Regions from separate parts of the Oryctolagus cuniculus genome. Here region 2 is linked to region 1. The links are chromatin contacts, called in public Micro-C maps. All regions are on one chromosome and are shown on one strand. Each heading gives the region's core, a stretch centred on a gene start, on an enhancer-like site or on the middle of the called end of the contact. The rest is flanking DNA. Distances are from core to core; before and after follow the strand shown.

Region 1 (3,351 bases), core at 420-2,919:
TTTTCTTAAAAAAATATTTATTTGAAAGTCATAGTTAGAGCCGGCGCCGTGGCTCAATAGGCTAATCCTCCACCTTGCGGCGCCGGCACACCGGGTTCTAGTCCCGGTCGGGGCACCGGATTCTGTCCCGGTTGCCCCTCTTCCAGGCCAGCTCTCTGCTATGGCCAGGGAGTGCAGTGGAGGATGGCCCAGGTGCTTGGGCCCTGCACCCCATGGGAGACCAGGAAAAGCACCTGGATCCTGGCTCCTGCCATCGGATCAGCGCGGTGCGCCGGCTGCAGCGGCGGCCATTGGAGGGTGAACCAACGGCAAAAAAGGAAGACCTTTCTCTCTCTGTCTCTCTCTCTCTCACTGTCCACTCTGCCTATCAAAAATAAAAATTAAAAAAAAAAAAAGTCATAGTTATACAGATAGAGAAGGAGAGGCAGAGAGAGGTCTTCCATCCGCTGGTTCACTCCCCAGTTGGCTGCAGGCCAGAGCTGCGCCAATCTGAAGCCAGGAGCCAGGAGCTTTTTTTGGGTCTCCCAGGTGAGTGCAGGGGCCCAAGGATTTGGGCCATCTTCCACTGCTTTCCCAGGCCACAGCAGAGAGTTGGATAGAAAGTGGAGCAACTGGGACACAAACTGGCGAACATATAGGATGCCGGCACTGCAGGCGGCGGCTTTAACTACTACGCCACAGTGCGGGCCCTTCCTCTTTGCCTTTTAAAATCATTTAGGCTTGCATTTTGCAAGTGGTTTATATCTTCAAATCTAGGTGGAATAAAAAAATTGAAACATAATGCCCAATTTCTTATAGTCTGCCATTCCCTTTTTCCCCTAAACCTCACGTAACCCTCAAGCCCAACTTTTCCAAGCACTTTCATTCTTTATTGACCTATTGTTTCTTTGAGTTCTTGTGTTAATATAATTTTGCTCTTTATTAAATATGATTTTGAGGATGCTCCCTAGGGTTTCATGAGTATCAGTCCTGTTTTCTTAGTTACATATTTTTTAGTGGTAGGGACCCAGTTAGCGCAAAGTTTCTGTATAAGCAATGCTTCCTTTCTGGGTCATAATTCTAACACATGTCACCCATTTTTACAGCACTCAGCACATCTTATTTGGGATGACAGGGGCCCATTTCGTTTGTCTACACTCAGCAGCCTGAGCTTGCTAAATCGTCCTTGAAAGTCTATTCATTCAATTAACATTCTTGGAGCTTCTGCACTCGTCTTCACAACACCCTTTAAGGGGCATGCGGGAGACAAGAGGCCCGTCTCTGCAGCAACGTGGCGAAGGAACCGGCAGGAGAGGTGTTGTGTGGGTCTGACACTCGGGAACCGCTCCTTCAACAGGCAGAACCTCAAGTCTGCAGCCAAAGGTAAAATCAGGGTGAAAGGTAGCCCACGCCTCACAGTGCAGCACTTAAGTGCTAATTACGCAGATCAATTGGTCTCGGCTTGCCTGGGAAAGTTGAGTCCTGACTATCCTGCTAATTCCCAACCAACAAAGACGACCGGTCACAGGAACTCTAAGGCCAACGCCCGCCTTTAAGTCGCAGGGGAGAGACACAGGCTAGGACCGGGCCCACTCAGCAGTGCGCACGCGCTTCTGGGCTTCTCGCGTCAAGACTTCAAGTCCCAGCATGCAGCGAGGCACCGCCTTTCGGGATCGTCCTTTGTGGGTCGGGCTCTCAGGTCGCGTCCTCCAGGACAGCCCCGGGAGTCCGTGCGTGCTGACGTCGGCGCGCTGACGCCTGGGAGTCAGTGCGTGTCCACGTGAGCGTGCTTTGGCCGTGTTGTTAAGCGCTTGTCCGCAGCTTCCTGGGTCGTTGGAGACAGGCAGGCTGTAGGCGTGGAGAAGGGTCTTCTTGTAGCGACTTGACCTTTCTAAATTTTCTGGAGCCGCGGTTGTTTAAAAGCCCGAGGGAACTTGAGAGGGGCCAGGCTTGTAGCTCTCTTCTCTCCTCCGAGTTTGCGACTGCCGGGTCCAAGATGAACAAAGTCTGTGCGATTTTTGGGGGCTCGCGGGGCATTGGCAGGGCGGTGGCCCAGTTAATGGCCCCTAAGGGCTACCGACTGGCTCTCATCGCCAGAAATCTGGAAGCGGCTAAGGCCGCCGCCGCCGAGCTCGGCGGTAGGTACCCGACTGGAGTCCTGAAGCGAGCGAGTCTGGCGGTGGTCGCTCGCAGGTGTAGCGAGTCAGCCGCGTGCGGCAGGTGCTCCCCTGGCCCGAGGGCGGCTTGGGCGGCCCCTGCCTGCCTCGCGGTACCTCTCAGAATGCCCGCTGCCGGCCGCCCAGGACTGAGCACTTGGGTATTTCTTTGAGACGTTGCAGTCTTTGTAGAGTCCCGCTACTAAGCACTGCGGCTCGTGTTAACCGTGAGAAGCGGCTTTGTTTTGGCGTCTGGTAGGAGTCTGGTAGGACTGGCTCCCGGGCGCTGGGCGGGCGCCGTTCCAGCAGGAAAGGTGGGCGGGCCAGGTGTGGACTGCTCGCTTGCTTTCTGCTGAGGGCAGTTTGTGCTCTTGTGCGAACCTACAAAGCTGTGTTTCAAAGAGAAACCCCTTTTGAGTCCCAGCCGGTTTTGAGATAGGCCTGGCTGGCTTGCCTACATCCCTAAGCAAACTTTGATGAGTGATAACATTGTTTGGGTCAGTGGGACAATCGAAATTTGGCCGGATTCTTGTATTGCATCCAAACTTAAACCTTTTTCTGCTTATTAACAGTGAATCAGTCTGGTTCGGCGAATTGCGGTCTTGGTAGTGGGAGACGTTGGGTATTAGAAAGATACTAAGATGATGCTATTTCTTTAGGTACTGTAATGGACAGAAGCAAACGGCTTTTACTGGCAGGGAGACACTGGGGAGAATAGAGGTCGGGATGTATTTTGGTGGCTGTTTTATTTTTTAAAAGGTTTATTTGTTTATCTGAAAGGCAGAGTAACCTATCTGCGGGTTCACTCCCCAAGTGCCTGTAACAGGAACTGGGCCGGGTGAAAGCCCGGAGCCAGAGCTGCATCCGGGTCTCCCCAGGTTGGTGGGGGGGGGGGTCCAGGTCCTCGGCCCCTCACCTGCTGTATCTCAGGCAGATGCGCAGAGCGGTTGGGGCTCAAATTGGCACTCCCATGTGGGATGCCACTGACGCAAGGTGCGGCTGTGCCAGAGTCCCTGCTGCTGGCTCCTAGGTTTAAAATAACGTTGTTGATTTTATGGCCCATTTCAATGAATGCTTCTTGCAGCTCATGTTCATTGCAATTCTGACAAGAGAGAGAAAGTAGAGCTTTTTACTAGTCACCCCAGGACATCCATGTGCGGCGGACAAGGTTAATAATCTGGCTGAGCGTTCAAGGGTGGCTGTGAGCCCAATAAGT
Region 2 (3,364 bases), core at 245-2,744, 300 kb before region 1:
TGAATTCTCCATCCGATTCAGTCCCCTCGTCTTTCTCAGCTCAAATTCATGTACACTTACTCATTTCCAATGGAGGGAGAAGTGGGCTGTTATTTTTGGTGTTCACACTGTATGACTCTCAGCATATTAATCTACTTAGAACAAAGCTGAAGAAGGATGACATGGAAGATGGCTGTGAGAACTGAATTAATACATGGAAAATGTTTTGCAGAGTGCCTGGCTCCTAGTGAGGATAATTTTTGAGTTGTTACAATTTTTTCTTACTTAGAGGGCCCTCATTTGTCTTGAATGGTTTAGCTGTGGCCCTGGAGGAGACTAGAGGATAATCTGATTCCTCTTCAAACTGTCAGCCTGGTTGATGGCCTCTCAGGGATTTCTTGCACAATTTGTCTCTATACCTCCGTCTCCTGGTCCTCATCTAGTTTATGCTCACATTTGAGAAAGGATATTTGGCATACTTTTTGGTTGGTTAACAGAAAATGCAAATAAAATAACAACTTTGAGATCAACGACACCTTTAACTTGCTTTCTCTCTGAACTGAGTCTGAAAAACAAACCCTAACTCCTGTGGACAACACGTTTTTCCAAACTCTTCTTCGGAGTTTACAGGTGTGTGCCTGGAGCAACGAAAACAAAGGTTACAGCGACCATGCCGACGGAGGCCTCCCAGGCGCAGATGAAAGAGGTGTCCCTCAGCTAGCTCCACGGTGCCAGCTCGCCGGAGGTGCCACTTTGAATGCTCCCCTGTAGGGCAGGTATAGCAGAGCCTCCCAAGGCTGAGTTTTAAACCCGCACGAGTGTTCTCCCCTCTGGTTGTGACCGTTCAGGCCAGTGATCCTCCAGGCTGGCTCTGGCTCTCGTCCCGAGACTGGGGCCCGGCGGCTGGACAGCTGTCCTCGGGCTGCCCCCACCGACTCCACGAGCCTCGCCTCGCCTCGCCGGGAACTGAGGGGTAACATTTTGCCCTTGCTCCACCAAGCAAGTATCCGGGGGCCCGACGGGCAGACGCAAAGGGAAAATGGGACCGGTTCTTGCCGGGGTGGCTCCCACCCGCCCGCCGAACCCAGCCTTTCCTACGCCGCAGCCGCTCTCGCCCAGAGAACGGACTGTCCCGGGTCGCCCGGCGCCGCTGGGCAGGAGGATAACGCAGCCAGTCCAAGCCCCGTGGCTCCTTCATCTTCACTCAGCCGCCACTCCCGCCGCCTCCTTCCCTCCCTCGGCAGCTCCATTTTTTTCAGCTCCATTTTTCCCTCAGGGAAAAGGCGTCTGTCCCAAACCCTTCCTCCTCGCTGCCCCCTGGGGTCCTCGCTTCCCCGACTCCCGGCTCTCCCAGCGTCGCCTAAGGCCACTGCCCCCCACCCCGGCCCTGGAGCCAGCGGGGTCCGGCGCGCAGGTACCTCAGCGGCAGGAGGAAGGCGCGGCGGCCGGGCGCCTCCCAGAGGTGCGGCGCCCGCTCCGGGGGGAGGCGCTGTGGCGCGGGGCCGCCCCCTTGCGCCCGGGGCGCCGGCTGCGGCTCGGCCTCCTCCTCCACTACCTCCTCCTCCTCCTCCTCCCTGGCTGGGAAAGTGGGAGGCGGCAGCGGCGGCGGCGTGGTGTGTGCGCGCGTGAGGGGGGCAGCAGAGAGGAGTCTCCCGGTGCCACCGCGGCGTCAGAGACACTGCGAGCGGCGGGCGCGGCGGGGCCGCATCTGCATCGGCCGCCGCCGCCGCTGCGGGGCTGCGAACAAAGAGGAGGAGCCGAGGCGCGAGGTAGGGCGCGCGGCGGCCGCGGGGCTGGCGGGGACGCGGCGTCGGCGGACCCTCTCTGCGGGTCGCTGCGGAGGAGACGGTGGTCTGGGCGTTCTCGCTCCCCTGCACTGGTCAGGCTCTGTCCCCTCACCTTCGGGGTCTCCGTGGGCCAGGAGTCCGGACCTGCGGCCACGGAACCCGCGGCCTCGCTGCCGTCTCCCGGCAGGAAGCAGCCTGGGCTCGGTGCCGCGGTCTCCCGGGGCGCAGCCCAGCACCCCCTGCTTCCCGGATGGCTCCATCTCCCTGGGGACTCTCGCCTCATCTCTGCGGGGTTATAGATCTGTTTCTCCGTGGTACTTTGTAGGGCTGAGTTTCGCAACTTAAGGCCGCGCATTTATTTTTAACTCCTTGAAAACTTCCAGCAGTCGTGGGGGGTGGGGTGGGGTGGGATTTTTGTCCCTGGCTTGACCTGAAGGGAGGCGGAGGTGGGGCTGACTCTTGGAGAGCCCCGTTCCGCGACGGCCCGGGCCGCAGCCCCAGCCCAAGTCCGCCCCTGCCCGGGCGCTGGCGACACCTGGCTCCGGGGTGTGTCTGCGGCGGGCGGCCGCCGCGCCTCCCCGCGGGCTCGGGCAGTACCTGTGCGTGCGGCGTGGGAGGGAGGCGCAGCCCTGTAGCTCCCTCCCGGCCTCACTTTGTCAAGAACAGCTGTTAATGCTTCCATCCAAATCTTTTTACCCCCTTTCTCCTGGGTATTCACGTTTTACATTTATTTTGGTGGCTGGGGGAAAGAGCGGCACAGTAACAGGTTTAAATGCTTTTTCCTGAATGGCCCCATTTTCTTATTATGCTCACAGTTTTCAGTCCAGCATTCCATTGTCAAATTCTTTTGGTGGCAGTTTGGCCAGATTTTCTGAATGGGATTAGAACAGGCCGTTCAGAAATCCGTCCACCACTGCTCTGAAGGGTGCTTTTATGTGCATTTTAGCTGCTTTCCAGCAAGTCTCTAGTTGTGTCCTTAGAATTGTCAACCTTCAGCTCTTTCTGGTTGGGCAAGATTAAGTAGTTGTATTTTTAAGAGCGTCGAAGAAACATATGTATTTAATATTGGGGTCATTTACCACAAAGATCACATGAAGCATGGTTTCTAAGATGCCAAAGTGACTTAAAAATTGGGAACTTCCTCGGATTTAAAAGCGATTTCAGGCAGAGGAAACTTTTGATTGCTTCTGTTCAGCTTATTCTATGAGTTGAAGACTTAATATCATTTTCAGAGCTGAAGAAATTATGTTCTTAATTGCACTTCATAAATCCTGTTTATTGCAAGGATCCTGTATAATGCTTCATAGCTGTTCTGCACAGCAAACTCCTCTATATCTTTAGGGATTAATTTTGAATTGTTTGAAAGGCCCATTTTGTTTTCATTGACTTTGTAGTTGAGGAACCACATCCAAAAGCAAAACTACACCATGCAGAGGAAGCACTGCTGTGTACTTTTCAGCTCTTGGCTTCTCTGTGAACTTTTTCCCCAGATAACAATGCTGATTTTCTCTTTCTCTTTTTCTGCTCTCTCCCCATGACTCTAGAGCAAAGTCTGAAATGGATGTTACATGAATCATTTTAAGGGATGCACACGATTA

Evidence for each region. A called contact is a pair of places that touch in the nucleus more often than the background predicts.
Region 2: a Micro-C map of ear pinna shows a contact between it and region 1, with 4 times the contacts expected there. The contact joins the promoter of SH3RF1 here to the promoter of CBR4 in region 1. A contact is called at or near these places in 3 of 6 Hi-C or Micro-C datasets (ear pinna, psoas muscle and an unstated tissue).

The regions. Positions count from the first base shown.
Region 1 is chr2:51,598,456-51,601,806 of mOryCun1.1, reverse strand. CBR4 (carbonyl reductase 4) reads left to right here and starts at 1,669. Exons shown (of 6, transcript XM_070068283.1): 1 at 1,669-2,117. The coding sequence starts at 1,976.
Region 2 is chr2:51,901,509-51,904,872 of mOryCun1.1, reverse strand. SH3RF1 (SH3 domain containing ring finger 1) reads left to right here and starts at 1,494. Exons shown (of 12, transcript XM_017338128.3): 1 at 1,494-1,748; 2 at 3,311-3,364. LOC138848463 (a long non-coding RNA gene) reads right to left here and starts at 2,053. Exons shown (of 3, transcript XR_011386269.1): 1 at 1,879-2,053.